Linked DNA regions of Sus scrofa: region 2 is linked to region 1. The links are chromatin contacts, called in public HiChIP or PLAC-seq maps. All regions are on one chromosome and are shown on one strand. Each heading gives the region's core, a stretch centred on a gene start, on an enhancer-like site or on the middle of the called end of the contact. The rest is flanking DNA. Distances are from core to core; before and after follow the strand shown.

What was found. HiChIP or PLAC-seq counts read pairs in DNA pulled down with a chosen protein or histone mark.
Region 2: a contact with region 1 is called in an H3K27ac HiChIP or PLAC-seq map of alveolar macrophages. The contact joins two enhancer-like sites. A contact is called at or near these places in 2 of 2 datasets of contacts at active chromatin or transcription factors (alveolar macrophages and skeletal muscle).

What each region holds. Positions count from the first base shown.
Region 1 is chr13:198,572,084-198,579,056 of Sscrofa11.1, reverse strand. The region is part of intron 1 of RUNX1 (runt related transcription factor 1); the gene reads left to right. Among named protein-coding and RNA genes, the nearest start is that of RUNX1, 60 kb to the left of the region's middle. Within about 2 kb of position 4,271, at least 11 of the 83 cell types and tissues checked have an H3K27ac peak or open chromatin away from gene starts, as enhancers often do. A contact at or near this core is called in alveolar macrophages, where this site is marked.
Region 2 is chr13:198,926,761-198,933,733 of Sscrofa11.1, reverse strand. No RefSeq gene overlaps it. Among named protein-coding and RNA genes, the nearest start is that of RUNX1, 300 kb to the right of the region's middle. Within about 2 kb of position 4,468, at least 3 of the 83 cell types and tissues checked have an H3K27ac peak or open chromatin away from gene starts, as enhancers often do. A contact at or near this core is called in alveolar macrophages, where this site is marked.

The sequences.
Region 1 (6,973 bases), core at 3,022-5,521:
GTTGAAGGATATTAGTGTTGAATTCCTGAGACAAACCTAGTCTTACAGGAAGGTCACATTTTTTAAAGGAGACATTTTCATCAGGATCTTCATGGTTTTTTGCTTCATGGAAGAGAAGACCCAGGAGAGAGAGGAAGGAGCTAGGTCATCTACTCATTTCCACGTGCTTCCTATGGGGTGAGGGCCTAACCACGTGTGGTCACACAACCCAGTACTGAAGCAGCCGACCCCTTTCATCTTGGTCCCCACATGGCAAACACTCGCTGGCCTGTGTGTTTTTAATACGACTCTCTCTTCCAGGGAGTTTGAAACACACGTGTTCCTTTTAACTCTCACCAGCCCCTGAGATCTGCCAGCCAGAAAGACTATTCTGGAAGGAGTTTGGAAAGGTTGCGGGGAAGCTGTTTTGCAACTGCTCAAGACTCAGGAAGCTCAGGTCTCTCCAGGTTATACCCCTCACCACTCACACTCACATGGCAGAGCTCAAAGGCCTTGCTGTATCTTGGTTTTGTTGCCCATAAAACACAGATAGTAACACTTGCAAAGCAGACACTAAATGGAATGCATTTTGTGATCTTTGGAGAAAAGACCGCCTGTTAACATGTGCTGACAGTGTGCTATTCTGGGGCAGGCCTGGAGCCACGGCCCCACATTGCCACCAGAGTCGTTTCTGGAACCGGCGCCAAGAGCAGCCTGAGGCCTCCAGCCTCCAAGCTCAGTCTCTGGGTCCAGCTGGCAGGATATTAAGGGCTGATCTGCCCAGCTGTTTATGCCCTGCTCACCCAGAGGCCTGAAGTCAAACCCCCCAGTGCTGGATAGTCACTGCAAGTCACCAATTCCACCTTACCCTAGACCTCCTTACTGCCATGTCCCTGCCTCCGGTCAGGTCTATAAAACATCCTATTTGTAGGGCAGAGCAGTAAGGGCTGGATCCTTTAAAGGGAAGGGCTTTATTTTGGAACAGAGATTCCCTGATTATGCTTCATGGGTGGACATTTAGTGGGATAAGAGGGCTTGTGGTTTGTTTTGGTCTTGAGAAGCAAGAAGTTGATGAGATGCGTGTTGGATTGATGAGGAGCTGGCTCCTTCCCTGCTCTGCAAAGTTGAGGTTCATGGTGCCCAAACCCGAAGAAAGATCCTCTGGGGAGGAAGACAGATGGTGGAGGGAGAGGGGCGTTGCCAGGAACCACTGCGGTTATCTCTGCAAGTCACACAGTGGTCTCTGGACATTGTGTGGTCCTGCCTAGGAAGGACCTCGGGAAATGAAGCTGATCTCGGTGGCCTCTGCTCAGGGCCCCTTTTCCTAAGCTCCTTTCTTCTCCCCCCCACCATCCCCTCTCCCAGCCCGTCTTGCTTCCCTAAATATTTTCTAGAGAGGAAATCAGGGCAGCAAAGATATTAATTTTAAGGCACTTAACCCTTTCCTGATGGACTCAAAATTTCAAAGAGGAATATAGAAGGAGGGGCACCGCTGACACCAAAGCATAAATCTTGAGTGGCAGATGTTCAGGTAATGTCACCAGGGCAAGACAAGGCAGGTGGAGAGGAAGATAAGATGGAGAGAAAGATGCTGCTGGGCAGATGATCACTCACTCACTGCTGGGCCATAGTGTGAGGCTGGCCCTGACCTTTCCAGCTGTCCTTGCAAACCCCCTTTTCATGTGCATCCCAAATATACAAAGAAGGCCAAAATGAGGACCACAGGCCAGCATCCCAGACAAAGGGCAAGGACCAGATAGGTGATGGCCTCAGATTACCAAAAACTATCTTAGAAAGGCAGGATCAAAACACAAGGCCTGGCTGCCCCCACACCAATCTGCACTGAGCCCCAAACAAGAGGAAATTGATGGGAGTAGCAGCATGGAGAGTTTAAGATAGAAGGAGCTCCAACCAGAGAGGCATTCCTGCTGGTTGCATAAGCCCTTCTCTTTGAAGGTCTGGAAGGTCTGACGGGTTCTATCAGTGATGGAAGCAGACGATTAGCAAGATCCCTTCCAGCCCCAAGACTACCTCACTGTCTAATTTTAGCAATTCCTCTTGGCAGAGGCCAGGCACCCCCCTTCCCGGGGCTATCTGGTGCTCCACACACCATCTCCGAAAGCTTCCTTTGATGTTGGCGGGGGGCTCCTTGGACTCAAGGCCAGATACGCTGCAGGAAGAGACACGCTCAAAGCCATTACACTGCCCTATCTCGCTGCTGCAATAAGAGGTCTGCTTTCTTTTCTTTTTTTTTTTTAATTGTGAAGTAACAACTCTTGGTTTGAAGTTAAATATGGGCCCATCAGGTTTGGAATCGATCCTCAGAAACAATCGTCAGGTCAATTGCCATCCAATATCCTCTCTATCTTTGCAGGGGAGGATGTTTAAAGCATGACGTTATTTTGACTAATTTAAAGATTTCATTCATATTTTTAACTCATTATAAATGAATGCAATTTAAGCCCATCACGTAATGATAGAAAGTGGCCAGAAGCCATGGGAATGTGTTTCTCATTGTGGAAACTACAAGTTAGTCATTTTCTTCTCCCTGGTAAATGTCTTCAGTTTGGTTAAGGGAATTTTTTTTTCAAAGAAATCTCAAGTTCCAAATTAGTTTTTTTTTTTTTTTTTTTTTTTTTTTTGGTCTCAAAAGTTAACCCTATGGAAAATGTAGCAATGTTTCCATAATTTTGCAAACTATTTTGATAGCATCTATGTCATCTTGCTCAGGGTCTAAAATCTTATTATTGGTTGATTTTTTTTTTCTGATTTTTGTTTTTAACATCCTGGCCTCATAATGTAAAGAAAAGCAATAAGCTCAGGAGAAAGCTGTGATGCAGAAATGCCTAACTTTCTGGATAATTTACAGCTACACTTTCTGTAGAGAATCTTTGTGAAACTAACTTTTTTTTCCACTTAGAGTTTTAATAGAGAGGACATGGGTTACGAAGTCAAGTGGGGAAGGAGACAGAAAGAGAGGAGGATCTGAATTTTCTTTTTCAAGCTGTTATTTAAGTGGCAACATTGATCCAAAACGTCTGCTTTTAGGCCGAAGTTTCTGTCTTTGAGTTGCCTGCAATACTCAGAAACTTCTAGATGTGTGTGGTGGGCTGATCTAATGGACTCTTCTTGCAGGTCTGAGAAAGAGGAGCCAAGGGCCAGAGGCAGGCACAGCAGGACTAAGGGAGTCCACCTCTCCAGCCTTTTCCCTTCCAGTAGGAGCCCCCCGGCCTCTGACCTCAGCCCCACAGTCGTCTTGGGCCCTAAGACTCGACTCAGCCCTAAGAGTCTTGTTCCTTCCACTTCCTCTCCTGCACCTATCCCAGGCTGTTCTCACTTTGCCCACAATTTAACTCCCTTCTCATGCTCTTTGGAGCAGTGTCATTACATCTGAGCTCCACAGCAAGGCTGAGGGACAGAAGTGGAGGTGAAGCTTGGTTAAGTCAGATCACACCCTGGAGATGCTCCCAGGATGGTACTTTGGGAAGGATCTCTGCCCTGTGAAGTGGGGGTGGTCCCACTGCTCCCCCATCCTACAAGTCGGAGTTTCCATTCCTCTCCACACCTAAGGGTAGGCTGCAGACAGGTTCAAGATATTCAAACACAGACCAGGAATTTCTGCTGATTCTCAGGGTTCAAAATTCTAAAAAGTGAGTCTATGCTGAAGGTGGGGCAGGAATATTCTAGAAGGGAGCAGTGATGGATAGAAGAAACCATGCATACAAGGACATACCTACATAAAGACACACCTGTACCTACACGTACAGGCCAAGAGACAAAAAGGGACAGAAAGATCTAAGCAACTCTTAGTTCCTGGTTCCAAGAGCCTTTGCTGTAAACAATGCCCAGGTCAATGCAGGAATATAAGTAAATGAGAGCATTTACACATTTTGATCTCGAATTATCTCCCAGAAGTTTGCAATGTTGATTCCAAAGACGTCAAGTCTCAAACAGAATTGTAATACTTTTTTTTTTCAATTAGGAAAAAAGATGATTTTAATGCATTACTCATTCTATCTTTTTTAGTTTGCCCAAACCAGCGAGAAATTAGTTCCCAGGTCATTAAATTCCACCCGTTGTGGTCAGAGCTGAAAGGGTTGGATCGTCTCTGCTGGGAAGGGTGGAGTCTGGTGTGTGGGGTTCATGGGGACACGCTGGCGGGCCCTCCCTGACCCTGCTCACAGCCAGCTGCCTGCCCCCCCTCCAGTCTCCCCCAGGCTGTGCGGCTTGCTTCACACCCTTTGTTGACTTCGGCTACTGGTCAAGTTTCCTCTGGAGCCCTGATGCCAAGGGTGCCAGCGCTGAGCTGACTCATGCTTTCCCGGACTTCCTGACACCCTGTTCACAGGCTTGTCTGCAGCTACAAGACTCTGCCCCAACGGTGTCGCAATTCCAGCCAGGAAACCAAACCAACCGCCCCAGAATTTGGCTGAGGTCTCTGAGGGTGGACAGGAACAGAGGTTCCCAAACAATGTTTAGGCTGGAACTGAATGCCAGCTTTTTTTTTTTCTTCCATTCTCCCCGCCCCCCTTATTGAGATATAACTGATAGACAGTTCTGGGAAGTCTGAGGTGTACAACATAAAGATTTACATGTACTGTGAAATGATGACCACAATAAGATTCGTTGCATCCATCATCTCATATAGATACAAATACCAATGTCTGGGGTTTTTTTTAGATCAACCTACATCTATTGAGCAATTTCTCTGCAAGCATAAACACTGTCGATGTAGATGTGCATGAGTTTAAAACAGGAAAGCTTGCGTGAGACCCTCACCGATGGAAAAAAGATAATGGATCATTTCATTTAGACAGTTTACATCTTGGGTAAATATCCTACCCTTCCTCCACATTTATGAAATTGCTTCTAAGATTCTTTTTATTTTTTGAAGTGTAGTTGATTTACCATGTTCTATTGGTTTCAGGTATAACACATGGAGACTCAATATTTTTATGGATTATACTCCACTTAAAGTTGTTATAAAATATTGATCATATTTTTAATTTTCTTATGAAAACTTTGAATGTCAACCATCAAGAAAACCTTATTTCCCCTGGTTGCTCTGGAACCACTAAGCCATCCAATGACTGTCAAAATGAGCTCCATATTTCTTGGGTTAGGATTTTTCTCCATCTTCACTTACCCCAGGGAGCCTTCTCCTGTTGCTGAAGGGGCTCTTGAGATAATTTGGCATGTTCCTAGGCAGACACCTCAAAGGGAATATGACTTTCCTCAAACCCACTTGCCTAACTTCAAAGTATATGAGAAAATCAGCTTTTAGGAAAATGAGTGAGTGGGGAATTTCAATGAGTGATGTGGAAGAAATTAGGCCATTGCATTTAATCCAAGTTCCCCCTGCCCACCACTGTCCCATTCCTCTGTTGCTTGTGTGTGTTGGTGTGCATGTGTGTGGGAATGAGCAGACAGGCCAGTATTCTCCTGCAACCCCATGGTGCCCCACAGTAATGGTGTTTGACCTGAGAAGGCAAATCGAGTGGAAAGTCACCAGGAACACAGGAGCTCCAAATTGTTCTTCTCTCCAAAATAGTTCTATTTTCAAATAATGGTTTGTGTTATCCCATCGCTAATAGCTCCTTGTATTTTCTTATATTTTCTTTTCACTTTTTAGGGCCACACCGGAAGCATATGGAAGTTCCCAGCATAGGGGCTGAATTGGAGCTACAACTGCTGGCCTATACCACAGCAACGCTAGATCCATGCTGCGTCTGCGTCCTACACCACAGCTCATGGCAACACCATGATCGAGGCCAGGGATTAAACCTGCAACCTCATGGATCCTCGTCAGTTTTGTTACTGCTGAGCCACAACGGGAACTCCAGCTCCATGTATTTTCTATTACCTACTGCACAGCTAACTTACTGTGCCTATATCTAGAATGCTCTTTGTTCTAGTTCATTATCAAGTTCATTATATTTGGAAAGTTTGCCTTTTGTTCTTCTTGGAAGTTTTAAGAGTGACTGAAATTGGCTCCATGTGTCTTTCTCAAAGTGACCACATGAGAGGTACCCCCAGGGGGATGGCATCTTCAGACAAAAGGCACATCCAGTGCCTTGCACCTCTCATAGGTGTCCCCAAAGGATCCCCTGAAGCTCTTCCTGGTGGGGAAAGAGAGTAGCTCTTTGAGGGAGCCTCTGGCCGTGCTGCCAAAGCAGCCTGGAGGCCCAGCCTGGGGGACACACACTCCCTCCTGCAAGGTCCAGGCATGCTGCCTGCTGAGTCATCCCTTTTATTGCTGACCCTGCAATAGAGAAACTAGACTTGGAAGGGCCCCTCTGGCCCCACATTAGGCCAGCCTCTGGCAGGGCTAGGCAGAGGACCACTGAGTCTGAGCTCACAGGGTCCTGCCTGGACTGCTATGTAGACATTTGTGTGATGGTTAACATGGTCAAAAAATATCACTCTTCAGTTTGGGGGTTTTTAGCTTTTTTTTACAATGTTTAATTTTATGACACCTTGTCACTTTCTGAGAAGGGAATTTTTCTTTGCATCCCTTGTTACACTCAAATTATCTCTTGTTTACTGGTTGAGTCATACCCTATCTCCCCTAGAATGTTAATTTCATGGGGGAGCAGAGATGTGGTCAGTTTCACTGTCTATTGCATTCCTAGTGCCTAGAACAGCACCTGGCTCATATTCACTTACAGGCCCCATTTTTTCAAAGGGAAAACTGAGGCACCAGGTGGCTACTTCCAGCCTTCCCCAAAAGTCCAGCAGCCAAGAATGTGCCCCAAGCTCCTGCCTTGCAGTCTGGTGTCCCTCCCAAAATGCCGTCTCAGGAAAGGACAGGCAGGCACGTGCAGTGTATGAGCAGTCTGAGGGTCTAAGAATCCTGCCAGCAGGCCTACTGGCCCTCTCCCCTGTCCAGGGAAGAAATAGGAATGCCACAGACCCTGAGAAAGCTTTTCCTTCTCTATCTGAGAGGAGGTTTATTATTTTTCTGTGTCTGCCGTGATGAGTGCCCATGGCGTGG
Region 2 (6,973 bases), core at 3,219-5,718, 350 kb before region 1:
TATATGTCTGTGTGCATATATATATATATATCCATTACATGTATATGTAATAAATTATAATTACTTATGTAGAAAGGAGTAAAGTACTGATCCGTGCGACAACAAGATTGGACCTTGAGGATATTATGCTAAGTGAAAGAAGCCAGACCAAAAAAGGACAAATACTGTGTGATTTCACTTTGATGTGGTACCTAGCATAGTCGCATTCATCCTAACAGGAAGTAGAATGATGATTATCAGGAACCGGGGGAGAAGGTAAGGGGAAGTTAGTGTTAAGCCTAAAGAATTTCTGTTTAGGGAGATGAAACGTTCTGGAGCTGGGTGGTGGTGATGGCTACACCAGCACTGGGAATGTAGTAAATGCCATTGGATTATGCCTTTAAAATGGCTAAGATGTAAATTTTATATTATATGTATTTTACCAAAATTCAAGTAGTTTGTGGATGGGGTGGCCCGGGGTGGGGGGGACAAGGAAATAAGCATGATCCCGTTTCTGGTTTGGTGTGTTAGTTTGCTGGGGTGATTGTAACAAAGTACTATAAACTTGGTGGCTTAAAACAACAGAAAGTTATTTTCTTATTGGTTCTGGAGGCCAGAAGTATGAAATCAAGGCACCAGCACAGTTGGTTTCTTGTGGAGATTCTGTTCCTTGACTCTTCACAGTAGCTGAAAGGTGGAAGCAACCCAAGTATTCATCAGGAGATGAGTGGATAAACAAAATGCGTGCACCGTGCACGTGTGTATATGCGTGCATGCATGGATGTGTGCTTGTATGTGTGTGTGTGTATGTGCGTGTATGCATGTGCACTGCTCTTTGGCTTGTAGGCTCCAATCTTTTCCTCTCTCTTCACATGGCCCTGTGTCTCTGGGTCTCAAATCTCTCTCTGCCTTTCTCTTATAAGGACACCTGCCATTGGATTTGCTTCCCATAAATCCAGGATGCTCTTCTGTTGAAAACTTAATTATATCTGAGACGTCCCTTTACCCAAATAAAGTCACATTCACAAGTTCTGTGTGAACATATATTTTATGGGGGGGGTCACAATTTAACCAGTACATTTGGCAAAAGCTGGATTTACTCAGAATTAAGAAGCAAAACGGACATCATCGGTGAGTGGCCCCTGCTCCTTTCAGTAGGCTAGAGAACCTTCTTCCTGCCCTCTGGCTGGCCATTGCACCCCACTTCACAACCCTCCCCCATGGGTCTACCCACATTTCCTGCCAGAGGCCGAAGCTCAGTCTGGCACAGATGAATTTTAAATTTTTCTTAAATGCCTTGTTTGCATTTTGTGTGAGAGAGCAAGCAGGCTGCTATCACAGGGGTGGAGGAATTTTCCATTTTACCCCATTCAGCCCTAGATTTTCACGTAAGGGGTCTTCTTGAGGTAGAACACTGACGCGGGGGGTGATTATGCTGGTGGAAATAGCATGTGAAACAGTCAGCAGAGCCTTTGCACTGTCCCCACATCATTTTGTATCAGCACCGCCCCCCTGCCAAGCCCGCGTGTCTGCCTGTTACCCCCGGTCTATGCCTTTTCCTTGGCCGAACAAATTTCATCCAGGTCCCTTTGATCATTTTCTCTTTCCATGCCAAAAATAAACCTTGTTATCCACTGTGTCTGGAACATCCTCCCACTTTCCAAACCATATTGTTTTTCATTTCTGTATTGATTTCAAAATCTTCCTCCTTCAGGTTGGTTTAAGTGATGCCATGACATCATGACCCTTATTCTTCATTAAGACGATGTTTTTTTAAAGACACATTGTTTTATTTTCCGTCCATGTAAGAGCCAAATTGTTGTCCATTTTCCTAGCACTTGTGCACTGGACCAGGCAGGCTATGTAGGCGCATTAAAATAGATTATAAAGCCTAATTCTGAGTAAGTAAAAGATATCTCCAGAAAATTTCTTTTTTTTTTTTTTTTTTTTTTTTTTTTTTTTTTTTTTTTAATGAGAATGGCTTTGGGTAAGTCACCTATCTGGAAAGGAATGATTTGTCATGAAAATATTTGAAGAACCTGTGTAAGACCTCTCTCTGGTGAATGAAGCAAGAAAAGTATAGGTGGATTGCTCCAGCATTCCCAGAAAAATGTGAGGCACATGAACATTATTTTTCTTTTAGTTTCAAGACGCTCATGTTTCATTTGATTTATATAAAAAAAATTCTTGGTCCACCGGATGGTTTGATTAAGTAAGCATTCTCTACTTAAACGGTGAAAATAAATATCAAGAGAATAATCCACATGCCAAGTGTGTTCAGTGAAGCAATATGTGTAGGCAGCATTGGAAACAGTGACACAGTGATTATCTGTGCATAACTTGGTTATAATATCATCACTGTCTAGACTACTAGACAATTAACATCCAGACATACTATAGCTCAGATTGAAGAAGGTCATTAAAAAATGAAAGAGAGATTCGGCCTCTTTGGGAAAGAAAGACCCAGTTCATTCTTTTCTAGAAAGGTATACTTTGGATTGAGGTATGCTTTTAGGTTCAGCTTCCTTTTATGCGACTCTGCTTGGTCCTCATTTCCGTAAAATGTGGGTAATGATGGCTACTTCTTGCAGTCATCTGGTTGAATACGTTGTATATATTTAGCACCAGACACATTTTTTTTTCTTTTTTACTTTTCCCACTGTACAGCAATGGGGTCAGGTTATCCTTACATGTATACATTACAATTACATTATTTCCCCACCCTTTGTTCTGTTGCAACATGAGTATCTAGACATAGTTCTCAATGCTATTCAGCAGGATCTCCTTGTAAATCTATTCTAAGTTGTGTCTGATAAGCCCAAGCTCCCAATCCCTCCCACTCCCTCCCCCCCTCCCATCAGGCAGCCACAAGTCTCTTCTCCAAGTCCATGATTTTCTTTTCTGAGGAGATGTTCATTTGTGCTGGATATTAGATTCCAGTTATAAGTGATATCATATGGTATTTGTCTTTGTCCTTCTGGCTCATTTCACTCAGGATGAGATTCTCTAGTTCCATCCATGTTGCTGCAAATGGCATTATGTCATTCTTTTTATGGCTGAGTAGTATTCCACTGTGTATATATACCACATCTTCCGAATCCAATCATCTGTCGATGGACATTTGGGTTGTTTCCATGTCTTGGCTATTGTGAATAGGGCTGCAATGAACATGCGGGTGCACATGTCTCTTTTAAGTAGAGTTTTGTCCGGATAGATGCCCAAGAGTGGGATTGCGGGGTCATATGGAAGTTCTATGTATAGATTTCTAAGGTATCTCCAAACTGTTCTCCATAGTGGCTGTACCAGTTTACATTCCCACCAACAGTGCAGGAGGGTTCCCTTTTCTCCACAGCCCCTCCAGCACTTGTTATTTGTGGATTTATTAATGATGGCCATTCTGACTGGTGTGAGGTGGTATCTCATGGTGGTTTTGATTTGCATTTCTCTTATAATCAGCGATGTTGAGCACTTTTTCATGTGTTTGTTGGCCATCTGTATATCTTCTTTGGAGAAATGTCTATTCAGGTCTTTTGCCCATTTTTCCATTGATTGGTTTTTTTGCTGTTGGGTTGTATAAGTTGTTTATATCAGACACATTTGTTTGATGTGATAATTAACTCCAGTTTGCACCTCTTCTCCTTCTGTTTTGCTTTAAAAGACAAATTTCAGCATTAGGAAATGACAGTGTTATAATGGAAGTCCTTATGAAAAGACAGTATGACCCCAGCCTCCTCAGTACAATCTCAACAGGCATATTATAAGGAAACAACAATATGCATCTTTGGAGTTACTGTATCTCTTTTATCTACAGGAAATTTACTTATTTATTTTCTTTTTGGCTGACCTCATGGCATGCAGAAGTTCCAGGGATGGGAATCAAACCTGTGCCACAGTAGCAACTTGTGCCACAGCAGCAACTTGAGCCACAGCAGTGACAACACCAGATCCTTAACCTGCAGAGCCACAGGGGAACTCCTCTACAGGAAATGATGCCCCATAAGTTCAAAGGATGGCAGAGGTTGTTGTGTGTTCACAAATTCCCAGTTCTTTATCTGTCTGCTGTAGTGCTACACCACATTTTGTCTTCTTCTTTGCAGTTGGGGGGTGTCATGTGATTGAGTTCTGGCCAATAAAATGCATACAGAATTAATGCATGGCACATCTATGTCTGGCCCTTAAAACTTGCCACCTAATTCTCCATGCTCTTTCTCTCTTCTCTTGTCCACTCACTAATGCCAGTAAGAGCCAGGAAAGGGCAGGCGTAGGAAAAAAGAAGCCTGAGTGGCAGCAAATCACTATTGGAAGAGACACAGCACCACCCAGAAGACTTGCATTTATCTGTGGCATGAGTGAGAAGTAGAATTTGATTTTGTTAAGTCACTGAAAATTTGAGGTTGGTTGTTATAGCAGACAGCCCACACAGAGCAATATCTGTGGCTGGCATGATAGCTCTTTATGTGGTGTGATCAAATAAGGAAGCTCTCGGATGTCCTCAAGGCCTGACGGCCATACAAATTTAAGGAACTGCATCAGTGTAGTTTACGGCGAGTCGGTCTTCTCATGGATGTTTCCCATGCAACTAATGCACTCCCTGCAGAGTGCCTATTGATTTCCAATACCCAAACTTCACAGAACACACATATTTTTCAATACGACATCCCCAAAGGGCAATACCACTACCAGTCTAGTGATGGAAAAAAAAAACCTGACAAAGCCAAATGAAGGGACCTCCTATAGCCTAGCTGACAATACTCCCCCAAATTGTCAAGGTCATCAAAAACAGGGTGAGTCTGAGAAACTGACATGGACAGCAGGAGCCCACAGAAGCATGACGACAGCATGGATTGTGGTATCCTAGGTGGGATCCTGGGGCAGAAAAAGGACATTAGGAAAACGCTAGAGACGTCTAAATAACACATCAACTTTGGTTTACAGTGAAGTTTCAATATCGGTTCATTTGTCGTGACAAACATGCATAGTAGTGTGGGATGTTAATAAGTGAGGAAACGGCATGGTGGAACAAAAACTATTTCAGCATTACGGTTTGTACATCTAAAACTGTCTCGTAATTAAAAAAAAAAAAACCCTACTAATTAAATAAAGTGAGGGTATCCGTTTCACAGAATACCTTACAGGAAAAATCTTGAATTACAAGAACAATTGGGTGAGAGTGGGTGTTGAAAGCACCTTTCAGGTCAAGGCCAGGTGTGTGTGCCTTGGGTGTTGTCCGCGCTGAGAGAGGCCAGCCTTGTACAAATAGCAGCTGTTGCTAACATCCTTGACCACTGCTCTGGCCATCAGGAAGCAAAGTGGCTGGCATGTATCATGTTAACCTGACGTTGATGAATACAAGTCAACAGAAGGTGGAAGGGCCTGAGGTTTGGAATGGGGACACACGGGGTCGCCTTGCACCGCGACGGTTCTTTGAAATTCATTCCCTCATAACTTCTTTGGAGCATGATTTCACTTTTCATCTGTTCTGTCTCAATTCAGGATTGGAAGTATAAATCCCTTAAAGGACTAAATGTATTTTATTCCTTTTGCCCTCTCCCCATCTTCCATAGCCCCTGGACACATGCCCACATGCTTGCTTATACACGCACGTGTGCATGCACGCACACACACACACATACACGCAGTACTTGGTCTGCCAACTTTTATAAACTCTGGGAGCATGGGCAAAAGTCATCACTATGGGGTAGACGGGGAGAGAAGCAGACATCACAGGCAGTGAGCATTGAGTCTTCTGCCCAGGGCAGAGCTTTTCATCTGATGGCTATCCAGGAGTTGGGGCAGGACACTTTGTGAAAACTCCGACACAGGACCAAGAAAGCAGGGAGTGATGCATTTTCTCTGGACTTATTATTTTTTTTCCTTAAACGTAAGTGAGCTCTCCAATTGTTGAAAGAGTTAATGTTTTATTTTTCCATCTGGTGATGAAAACATAACACCAGAGATACAGAAAGCCAGCTTTCAAAGGCAGATGCTGAAATAACAAAGTTGCTTTTAAAATGAGTACTTAAGAAAATGGCCGTTTTAAGTGGCATGGCACCAACATGGTTACGCCAGTATTTATTTTTCTGTGGAACGTGTGTGTATGTTGTGGGTTGTAAGAGGAACCCTGGCCAATCCTGGCCAGGCATAAAGGAATCATTTAGGGCTCTTCAAAATCATTAGGACTATTAGTCCTGACTTGAAATGAGTGAAATGCACAAACGCCTGCCAAGGAGGGAACAAGTTCTGCTACTTTTCAAAATCATCAAAGCGAGCTTCTCTGAAATATTTCAGAGCAGGGAGCCTTCCTGTGCAAAGGTCAGCAGCACAGACCTAGCCCACGTGCCAGGCTGTGGCTTCTGTTGGCCCCATGGCCATTCACACTGATGCATGAGAAGCTGTCATTGTGCACCCTCCTTGGGTCCAACAAGTGTCTTTCAGGAGGCAGAAGGTACACTTTCCTTTACCTGCAAGTAGAGGATATGAGCCTTCTCACAGCCACCCTCCTAAAGACATGGAGCCAGATCCCAGGATCATGACCTCAAGCCTTCCATTCCCCAAATTCACCACTTTTCACAGCACAACGAAGACCCTGCTTATTTCACTGATTGAGGTGTCTCAGGACACCTGCCTCATAAAAAACCATGTCTCAAAACAAATGATTGCATGTGGTTTGGAAGAAGACACTTGGATAGATGAAATGAGCTGAGTTTTTTTGTTTTTCCCCCACTAGGTGTACACACCCACATCGCTTGAATCACCTATATTTTATGTTTGGACAAAGCCCTTCACCTTGCAAGGTCCCAGACTTTATACTTTTTAAATGGAGGGATTGTCCTTGGCCAGAGGCTTTCAAACTGTGGGTTGTGATATCATTTTCATGGGTTGCAACCAGCCCTAAAACATGAATGGAATGGAATGGAATAGAACAGAAAGAATAGAGAGTTTCTGTTGGTTTTTTGTGGGTGGTCAATGTAAGTTCTGGTTTTAAGAAGTGTGT